2 separate regions of the Danio rerio genome follow, and region 2 is linked to region 1. The links are chromatin contacts, called in public HiCAR-type maps. All regions are on one chromosome and are shown on one strand. Each heading gives the region's core, a stretch centred on a gene start, on an enhancer-like site or on the middle of the called end of the contact. The rest is flanking DNA. Distances are from core to core; before and after follow the strand shown.

Region 1 (5,786 bases), core at 2,956-5,455:
CAACAGCTTATCAAACTGAGCTCAAACTGAAGCCTCCATCATCCAGGTATAGTTTCTAGAGAAGGTGATGAACTCATAAACTCAAGGTGATGAGCAGGGTGCACCTCTAATGCTGTGTTCACACCAGACGTGGCAAGCGCGGATAAATCACGCTATTTACACATAAATAGACGCTTGAACATTTTGAGTTTACATGCTTGATTTGCGTTTCAAATCTAATTTATTCACATGTCAAATTCACTTCACAACAGATGTGAAATTGCGTCATGGGCAGGGCTTCTGTTTGCTAGGTGACCCTAGCTTCATAGCTAAATATTTAACATGGATTTTAATGAGAGAATAGCTGTGTTTATGTGCTTTATGAAGACTGTCGATTTGTTTGTTGCAGTGTCTGAGTCCACTAGATCCTTTCAGAGGTGCACCCAGCTCTGTGAGCTCATAAACTCCTCCAGAAACTTCACCTGGATGATGGAAACTTTCAGCGGTGCTTCTGACTGAGCCGAGCCCAGTTTGATGAACTGTCAGGGTCAGCAGGAGGATTTTCCTCCAGAACATCAACAACAAGCGCTACGTCATAATCTCGCCCCCACAAGAGATAGCTCCTGATTGGTTAATGCGGCGCGAATGTCCGTTGAATTCCAGATTTTCAAACTCAAGCCATATGTGCATTAGGCATATCAATCGCACAAAACCCTCAACTCGCACTGATTCATTTGTGCAAATCGTGTCATTCACACCTCCTCATTCGCACATATTGCACTGCAGGATGTCTATTCATTTCTTTGCATCGACTTAGCATGTAAATCACTTGCATTTGATGCTTCAACTGCCTCTGGTGTGCACGCAGCATAAAAGTATCTATCGGACACAGACACAACGCCAAACAAATTTATGCTGTTTTTCAGCCTCCCTAAAGCACATAAATCTAAATAAAATCCATGTTAGCCGTTTAGCAACAAAGCTAGAGTCATGGGCAGAACTCCTGCCCATGACTCAAATCTGCATCTATTGTAAAGTGAATTTGACACCGAATGAAGTAAGTAGACTCAAAATGTTGACGTGTCTATTTACGCACGTGTGAACACCGCATTAGAGAGCTAGCACTGACAAAAACCAACTTTGTTGTCTTCTCATGCTTAGAACCCATTTGGGCCAAAAAGCTCTGTGTGAACACACCAAGTGGGCGACAGCTGACTAAAACAAGAATGTACTGTACATTCTGTGCCTGCATGAGCGGGTGTATATTTCCAAACCCACAAAAGGACACTGCAACTAGTGCTGCACACATACAAACTGTAATCAATGCAGCATTTACAGTACGAGCCATTTTCACAGTACTTCTTACTCTCTACAGAAGGAATTGCTCATGAAAATATGGCTGATAATGTGCTAATATTGTTATGATATATGTAAAAAAAATGCAACAAAATGGCAGCTGCTTTCTTTGTGTTCATTCTTGACCTCCAACGTTTGCTTAGTTTTGGCACCTTAGTTTTTGTACTTAACTGAACAATCAATCAACCAATGGTTTGTGCATGCCATTTTAATAATTTGTTGTTTAAATATGTTCAACTCCTATCTCCATTACATAATGTTCAATGTTTATTTTGTTTATATACATTATGTTTATTAGAATTTATCTATGTAAGTTTTAGTGCTTCTAGTTACACGTGGTTTATTGTATAACTTTTGTGTTGTTTTTAGGGTGACAATTTTAAGATCTGTCCAGGGACAATAAATGAAAAATAGCATTTTGGCTAATTCTGATGTAATTGCAACAATGCTAAATTATGTACACTGTCCCTGCCTAATAAACAAATAATATAAATTTAATCAGAGCACTCTATTTCAATGACAGCCAATGTAGATTCTATAGTTGTCTATAATAGTAACAACATTATTTGTTATTTGTGTATGCACATTATTGCCTGTTTTTCTGCAACATTGTAATTGCTATTATAATAATAGCTTTATAATGTCTAGTTACTGCTTTCATGAATGAGTCAACGTGTGTGTTTAATAGGAGCAGAGATCTCAGACTGAAGTCACAGCACTGATGAGAGTGTCAGACATGCTGTGATAGTCTGATCTGCTTAAAGCCACTCATTCAGTTTCATTGACTCAACCACTCATCAGCTCAGAAACCTAAGCCCACACACACATGCACTGAAATACACTTTGACATGCACAGACATACATTTCAGTTATATAACACCTCTTAAGCTAATGCATGTCTTCACTAACTAATGTACTTGAAGTTAATAAATAAATTCAAAGTTTGAAGTTTTATTTCGGCTTAACTATTTCAGAACATATGCTTCTTGTTCACTTTGTTTTATCCAACTTGTAAATACACATTTCCATTTTTGTTAGTTGCATATTGTACTTGGTGTATTGTACAATACATATTAAAAATAAATAAATTAATTAAAACTTGCAATCTTACGAATAGAGCGCAATTGTAAAACTGAAATACGCTTTACACATTTTTGGGGATAACACAAAAGCACACCAGCTGATTGGTGGAGAGGAGACAGAGTGATGAATAACATGTTTAAGAGGCTATGATGGACAGAGGCTAGTGGCCAGCTAGTGGGCAGACAATAAAAATTACAATTAATTTGGTAATTTAATAGATAGCATACATAATACTCGGTACAAATACTGTTTTTACGTTACTGTGACAGTTGGGTTTGGGGTAGAAGTTAATAAATACAATAAGAGAGAAATGTAATAAATAATACAAATAGTTTTTGTTAATCTCCAGCCGCAACAGTATCCAATCTAGCGACAACCATTACACCCCTACTATTTTTCGGATTTTTAACAACCACACAGGGTCAGGACCTCGGTTTAATGTCTCATCCTAAAGAGAGTGCTCATCAATATACTGGGGCGGTAGGACCCTGGTTGAGCACCCCATGCTGGTCTCACTTACACTACTTCCGGCAGCAACATACCTTTTCCATTTAGTCTACCATCCAGGTACTGACATCCAAGCCCTTTTTAGCTTCAGTGGACAACCATGTAAGGGTGGTAGACAGCTAGCTGCTGGCCAGCTAGCTGCTTATTAACATGCATATTATTGGCTTGTATTTCTTTAGAACTCTTGATCCATATCTAAACTTAACAACTAGCTTGCTAACTATTAATATGAAACATTAATATAAGTAAAATCATCATTAATAGTCAAAAGCTAGACTAATGGAATTAATATCAAGCAAGCAAAGCTTAGATTTGGACTGGTGCTGAATGAGAGACTTTACACTATTTAAATGACAGTTTTGTTCTAAATAAATCTGTTCAGGTTGGAGGTTGAAAATAATTATTTATAAATGAATTCACAATTACTTCTGTTTGTTTTTACAGGAACAAAAATGTTCACTTGTAACAGTTAATTTACTAGCTAACATGGACCTAAATTCATTTTGTTACTGTTTCATGTATATTGTAATATCACTGCAAAATAACATTGAATCCGAAAATTTGGTTATGGATGAAGGAGAACTAAAACTAAAACATACTGTAATGCTTGTAAACATTTTGTTTTGCACAGTAGCGACTGTAATTTATGTCTCAATTTCAAAAATTCAGTTGTCACTGCATCTCACTGCAACTTATATTTTTTATTCTCTCGTAAAAAACGTAGTGATTTTGACCCAGTGACCCAGTAAACCGAAAATATGGTACATAACTTTATTCTTTATTATTATAGTGAAAATTATTTAAATATTACAAATGAATACACAAAATAATCTAAAACACAAGTCAGATTCTACCCTATTTGTTCAAAGCAGATCAGAAAAACAGCAAATTAAGCAAGACACGAAGATTTGTGAAGCAACTGTGTGAAAAACAGAAAACACTTATAAGCGGAATCAAGAGAGTGTTTCTTCAGCACAGGATCCTACTGAAGTGGAGATGCAAAAAAAGGTGTAAAGACAGATAAGAGGAAACTATTCACACACATACACATACACATACACACACACACACACACACACACACACACACACACACACACCAGATTTTGGCAGGGGAGTGGGCCTTTTGAGACTGTCCTTCCTTCTGCATCTCTTTATCCGTATGGCAGGATGCTTTCAGACACAGCGGGGGGAGGGTGTTAGGGTTAAGGAGGAGGTCTGTTGACAGCACAGATACACACTGATGTACAAATGCATGCACACACATACACACAATAATCCTCTGTCAGAGCAAAACAATGCCCTAGTGAGTGGCTTGGCCCGGGCAGCCTGGCATCCACTCTCCCGCATCTTCAGTTCCTGGCCTGACTGGTGCCAGTACTCCTGATTCTTTCTGCCAAACGCATAAAGAAAGAGAGAGAAAAGGGGCCCAGCAGAGGAGATGGATAGCGTCTTCAGATATTCCGGTAAACAGACAAAACAATTCTTCCAAAGAAGAAAATAACAGAAAAGGCCACAAAAACATTCCAGGACTAGGGATGGGTGATATGGCCTCAAAATTATATCACAATATTTTATGGTACTTATTGAGATAATGATAATTTTGACAATCATTTATACATATCCACTGAGAGATTAATAAAAAATCCAGTCTTTTTAGAGAAAAGTTTAAATTTTTATGTTTTTAATTTTTATTTTTATACATTATTTAAATTTATTTAAATTTTTATGTTTTTTATTGTTATACATTTATTTTTATACATGCTAGGGCTGGGCAACATGGCAAAAATGCAATCTCGATAATTATTTTCTATATTGAACGATAACAATAAACATTTTAATGTAAGATGTAATGCTTCCACCTTTAAAAGTGTATCCCAACCATGACTGAAGGCAGATACTGCTGACAGAGAAGTGGAGAGAGCATGCTAAACAATATTGGGTGACACAGCATGAACTTTTTCGGACGATAAATTTCAGAGATCAAGAAAATTAGTGAATCTCTAATATCAACACAATTATAGATTCCTCTTGCATAGTTCTGCTGTGTGATTGGCTCTTAGGATCAATATTAAGTAAAATTGTCGACAGCTTATCATCGTTATCGACATAAATTATTGCGATTCGATATTGTTTATCGGCCCAGCCCTTCTACATGCCCACTTTCCTGCAGAGCTCAAACATAAATAAACACTGAAGCAGCTGATCAAACTTTTTAGTATCATATAAAATATATATGCAGATCTGCTAAAGCAGGTAATGGACTTTGCGGGATAGTGGGCAGAGTTTAGGATCTCGATCAAACTTTAAAATGCTTTCTGTGTCATTCATACTTGACACTAGAAGGCGCCCTTGTACAAAACCTCCACATATGGGTTACTGAAGAAGACATTGGCTGTGGTCAGCTATCCCTGCATGAGGATAAAGAAGATAGAAACAGATAAATAGAGCAATTTGAAGAAAATAAACAAACGCTTGTAGCAATATCTAATTTTTTTGTGTTCAAGTTATTCTGGGTATTTATAAGCATTACAGTATAAATTATGCCAACTATTCCGGCATATGTTTTAAGTAAGCGGCAACATCTCGCTCTCCCTCATGAAGCCAATACAGAAGTGACTGAAACTGCAATTCATCGACTGGCCTTTGGGGGCTGGCTCCAGGAAGATCAGATGTTCACTGACTGCAATGCTAAATAGGTCAATTTTACAGCTGATAAAAACATGTTTACAGCCTGGTACAAAAGATGGCTTTAGTGCATATAGCTAATATTACCCTAATATTACCCTACATTACATCTGTTTCTTTTATATTAAGTTATATAAAGTCTGCATAATTAAGGGCGTGGCCACCTGATTGACA
Region 2 (5,651 bases), core at 351-2,850, 210 kb after region 1:
TTCTTATAAAATATCCCATAATGACGACATGTTAGCCAGATAAATGCACGAAAATGCATATTAATGTCAGATGTACAGAGCAATTATGACTCTTTGGACAAAGGAGAATAAAAGTGATGTGAAACAGATGTTAAAATTATCCAGAGAAATGCATACTGTGAACTAAGCATGGTTTCAGTCAAACATTATTGTGGCCGAAACTGAATAGTCTTTGCATTTCAACCAAATATTTTGGTGATTGAATGAATAAAAAAAAAAAGCTGATTATCATTAGAAATGGGTTTAACTTTAATGTATTCACTCAAAATCTCTTTCAGCAAACAGGATAGTACACAAATTTCATCATGCCAGTATATCAAAAAAACAAAACGTGACGTTTGTTCTTCACATGAGTAGAACCAGATACAGGTGTTTTTCATTGTGCCTTTCCATTAAAATACAATGAAAAAGCAAAGAATCTTCCATCTGCATGATCAATGCAGGAAAAACAACTCTGACAGAAACAGACAGAACGGAAACAAATATGTTCAGCGACGATGACAGACAACCCCAAAAGATGTCTGCCTTGCTTAAATTATCCAGATCTTACACATCTATAAACATGAGACTACAACCCTCTAAAATCTCTTTATATATATAAATCTAAAACCTCAATATGCGACATAACATCTACATTTATTCATTGTATTTAGCTCAACTCATATTTAAACTCTGACATCAAACGCACTGCCACCAGTACTGACTTTATTACATGTCTGTATCGCATTTAAAACATTAAAACAGGCCTTCCTGTGCCCTTGCTCGTCTTACGGCTACATGTTTGTCTATCTGTATGGTTTTAAGCTACAGCCCTTTGTTCCATCTCTTCTCAAAGCCATGGGAACAGAAGAGGGGAATGTAAAAGCAATATGTTGCAAGAAATGGGAAATGAGGGACTTGATCCTTCCTGTTTTTCTTTTCTCTTTCGCTCTATTCCCCCTTTTACAGGATATTGCGAAGAGGGGATTGTGGCTAGAGGGGAAGAGATGGATGTTAAATGAATCTCCCCCATGAACACTCGAGGTCTGGCTATCAGTGACAACACATTCCACTCACTTGGTCATTATTCCACCTCTTATACTTTGATATACATCTAATATGCTAATGTATATGAACTATTTATGCACACAAACACTCACACACTGCACTTGCCCTCAGGAAAAAACACATCTGAAATGGGGGGCCAGTCTAATTGTCTCCCCTGCCTGGGCTGCTTGCCCAGAGGCCTCCTACACAAACCATTACATTAAATCTGTTATCCAACCAGCCGCAGTGCGCCGTGGGGGCATCTTTAAACACATCCTCCATTTCCGCATGCACACACAGACCTACTGCTGCTTCTTGCAAACCACATAACACAGTCAGGCTGACTGACCCAAAGCAATCAGTACAACCAGACCAAACGCTGTTCTGAAAATTAATACAACAACATTGATTTTCAGGGACATTAATGGCCAACAGGGTATGAGGTTCTGTCCGCAAAACATCTCTGGCTTGGACGGCATGTGTTATGTTAACTGCTGTGTCACAAGACTAGTAGAGGGGTTGGTGTGGTTTCATAAAGAGGAAATGGTGCTTTTGCTTTGAGAGCGGTTACTGTGGCCAGCACTCTCGGGTCTGACCACGGGCCAGTGGAAAGAGAACTTGGGGCTTTCAGAGCAGTGAACAAGTCAAGGGCGGTGGAGGGAAGGAGAGTAATGGGTTGAGGGACAGAAGATGACAGAGGAAGAGAACGGCATGTTACCAGCAGCCAAAGAGAAGCAGGAAAGGCCATTGAAAACAAATGTCTGTGGTCTGCCCAGAGTTTAGGGTGGGGCAGTTTGTGGCGGTGGCCATTGTGAACAACACAATCAGACATAGTTCTTATACAGTTGCAGAATATGCCGACTGAGTCACATGAAAATGAGGGGGTTGTAAACTATGCAGGAACACTGAGGCTTACTCGCTAATAATTTCACATAATTTGCATATTTATGTGTGTAGAAAGAGTTCTCACGCTAAATTTTCCTCAGCATTGACACCACATGCACATACACGTTTGTTCTTATCTTTGTGTAAGGTTGACGACTTCGGATTGATTCTGAATGAGGGAGACCGTGCCCACGGAAAATCCTTTGCATAAAACGCGCCTAAACAATGTTCATATAAAGAATTTCCTTGGACCTCACCTTACTTTTCAGCACGCACTCTCACACAAACCATTGAGTAGTTTACTAAATGAAAATAGAAGTCATCCAAGATGATTGTATACTGATATGTGATTGTAGAAAATTTAAATCTACCAAAATAAATCTATCAAATTGTCATTATATATAAATATCTGGTGATTCATCAAATGCAAGTCAGTGGCTGTCAGCACTTTGGGATAGAAAAACATTGAGGCAATGAAGCAAATCCAAAATCATACCTCTGGATCCTGGTGACGATATGAAGCAAACTGGTAGGAAACATTTACATTACATTTTATCCTTTAAATGACAGCGTGTTCAGTTGGCTGTTGTAAGCCATGGGAAAGAAATATCACACAATTTCATTGTTGTTCTTGATAAATGTACATTTATGCCAACCGAACAAGTTTGACTTATAAACTTCATCACTCACAAAGGATTTATAAACAATAAACACAGGGTGCTTACACCTTTTTAAAAGTCTTGAAATACTTTAAGCACTTTCCAGGGAAATTTTCTAAATAACATTACAAGTGTGACAAATGACATTCACATACATATTTCATTATATTGGATCAGATGCTATATATATTATTGTACAGTATATTACGGTTGTTGCTAGATCTTATATGGATGCGACCGGAAGTTAATGAGAATTATTCATATTACTTATAAAATTTCCCATTTTTTGTATTTTATTAACGTCTACTCCCCCCCAACCCTAAACCCAACCAACACTGTAATGTAACACAGTAGTTGTACCCAGTATTATTTATGCTATCTATCAAATTACCCAATAAATTGTATTTTTCAAAACCTACCCCCACCCTAACTCTAACCTCAACCGTCACAGAACTGTAAAAATATTAAGTATTGTTATACAGTGTCATAAAAAAAGGCTACTATATTGATGTGCATATCGCACATCAGGCTGGCGACGTATCTAATATAGACTTTACTGTATAGTATTCCAAAGTAAGTTTGTGATGTTAGCCCAGAGTTCAGCTTTGAATTACGGTCAATTATTGTTTTAAATGTCATTTACTCTTAAATGTGTCATTTATATATTTCAATATAAAATATTTATTTTTCATGCATTATTCAATCACTGAAATCGTAATTTACTTATTCAGACCGTGAAACCTCCAGACTAAAATGCATGCATTTTCAAGGATTTCCAGCACCCACACGAATCCTGTAAATGATTTTAATATACAGCAGCCTCACAGCATACACAGTCTTTTAATATTTATTATGATTGCAGACATTGAGATACTAACAGAAAATAATTTACACATTAAATATGCTTGTAAACGGAGTAATCATTATTCAAAAACTAAAATAGCAAATACTGCTTTTGGAATATGAATTTTTTTTTTTTGTGAAATCATTTTTTAACAATCTTTAAGCTTGTGCGTCTATCCTTCACAGCATTGTTGTTCATGACATGCTACATGTGAATGCTTTATGACAGCAAGGATTGCTTGGCTGTGGAAATTCTGCTTTAACTTGCAATGTATATTGCAGGAATCAATAGTTTGTATGCGTGGGATCCTCTATTATTCAAGGAACCTTTATAAAGCAGATGGAATAAAAAATGAAGTTTAAATAAAGATGCAAATGCTCACAGTTTAATCAAAGGGTGAACAATACTTGTGAGCAACATATGGTTCAGATATAACACTTTCTATGCTTGCAACAAATGTAGAAAATGGGCAAGGAGTCAGAAAGTTTTACTGGTGAACTATTTGTAGTGAATACTATCTGACTCATAATTCACTGGAAGTTACAAATAATCAGCTAAAGTGACCTTTTGTCCAGTTAACAGACAATCGTCTGTTGTCCCTCTGACCAACAAGGCAGACAAGCAACTTTTATCAGCAATCATTCTCAGAGATGTTAGCAATCCTAAAGAGCAACACATTTTGTGAAACATGCTCATCATGAAACGGATTGTTGAAAGTAAAGCTTTTCAGCATTCATTGTACTTGTGCCAAGCCTGACATATAAGCCAAACACTCACCCTTGACCGGAACAATCCGATACTGGATCTTGTTTTGCTATTGAACACATCCTTTTAAAGCCAAATGTCTGTGTTAAATTGTGTCCAAACATCCATTAAAACTAGATGAAACATTCCTCTGGACTTGAAGCTGTCCCCAAAGATTTCATCCAAAGTTTGTATGTTGTGTATGCTTTTTTCTTTTTCTTTTTTACACTAGAGTGGTGGTCTGAAAGTCCCTAATACTTTTGAGGTCCTCAAGCTGACAACTTTATTAAACCCAAGCTTGCATTACCCAGTAAATTAAAATAACATCTGTAATCAATGCAATTTCCTATTCAGTGTTTCAGAATATTTTTCTTTGTAATTTAGGTGATTGATTTTAACAGACTATTATGTTATGTTAATTTATATCATATTTATGTCATCAAACTGGAAGAAACTATAAAAATCTTTAAAATAAAACTATGATTTTACACTATGGTTGCATTACATCATGTTAAATACATTTTGCAGCATAACTGAATAAAATTATATCCAAATTATATTTGAATATATACTACTGATCAAAAGTTTGGGGTCAGTTTTTAAAAAAAAATTTTTTTTTTTTTTTGAAAATAATTCTGTTCATCAAGGCAGCATTAATAAAAAAAAAAAAATCAATTCTTAAATGTTTAATAAAATTTTAAATAACTGATTTCTTATTTTATGTAGTTTGAAATGAAATTATTACTCCAGTCATGCTTTCATTACTATTACCTTAACAATATAACAATAATAATAATAATAATAATAATAATAATAATATGACTCTAAAGGCTTAATGAGTAATAAAGCTAAAATTTCATCTTTAAAATTACTGGAATAAATCGTTAAATTAAATGCTAAACTACTTTTGAACAGTTATTTTATTGTGCAATAACATTTCACAATTTTACAATTTGTACTGAATTGTTGATTAAATAAATGTAGCTTGGTGAGCAGGAGAAGCTTATTTTAAAACATTTAAAAATCCTACTGGCCCCAAACTTTTGACCGTTAGCGTACTTTTCATGCAAAATATAAAGGACTCAAATGCAACCTACTGCAACTCAGAAACAATTTAATTTATCTGTGAAGTTAAAAAAATGCTTTAAGATTATATATTTTTATTAGCATGTTTTGAAAACAGAATTCCATCTGGCCATCTAAGCATTTAAAATGACTGAATCAAGTGCAAAGGTGGCAAAAAAAAAATTGTTTTAGTAGTGGTTTTGCAACCATTTCCTCATTCTCTGCACAAACCACATGCACATGGGCTTTTTTCACTTCCAGCTTGATGTTAAACTGGACCTTCACTTGCCTTTAAACAAAACTCTCTTACTCATGGTCATACATATTTAATTTTAAACTACAAAAAACTCTTCATTCACTCATTTTCCTTTGCCTTGGTTCCTTTATTC

The links. HiCAR-type assays count read pairs that join an accessible place to other places.
Region 2: a contact with region 1 is called in a HiCAR-type map of caudal fin, with 5 times the contacts expected there. The contact joins two enhancer-like sites. A contact is called at or near these places in 3 of 18 Hi-C or Micro-C datasets (caudal fin, embryo and an unstated tissue) and 1 of 4 datasets of contacts at active chromatin or transcription factors (caudal fin).

The regions. Positions count from the first base shown.
Region 1 is chr7:33,615,331-33,621,116 of GRCz12tu, forward strand. The region is part of intron 1 of LOC141375393 (a long non-coding RNA gene); the gene reads right to left. Among named protein-coding and RNA genes, the nearest start is that of paqr5b, 100 kb to the left of the region's middle. Within about 2 kb of position 4,206, at least 12 of the 62 cell types and tissues checked have an H3K27ac peak or open chromatin away from gene starts, as enhancers often do.
Region 2 is chr7:33,831,696-33,837,346 of GRCz12tu, forward strand. No RefSeq gene overlaps it. Among named protein-coding and RNA genes, the nearest start is that of tle3b, 94 kb to the left of the region's middle. Within about 2 kb of position 1,601, at least 14 of the 62 cell types and tissues checked have an H3K27ac peak or open chromatin away from gene starts, as enhancers often do.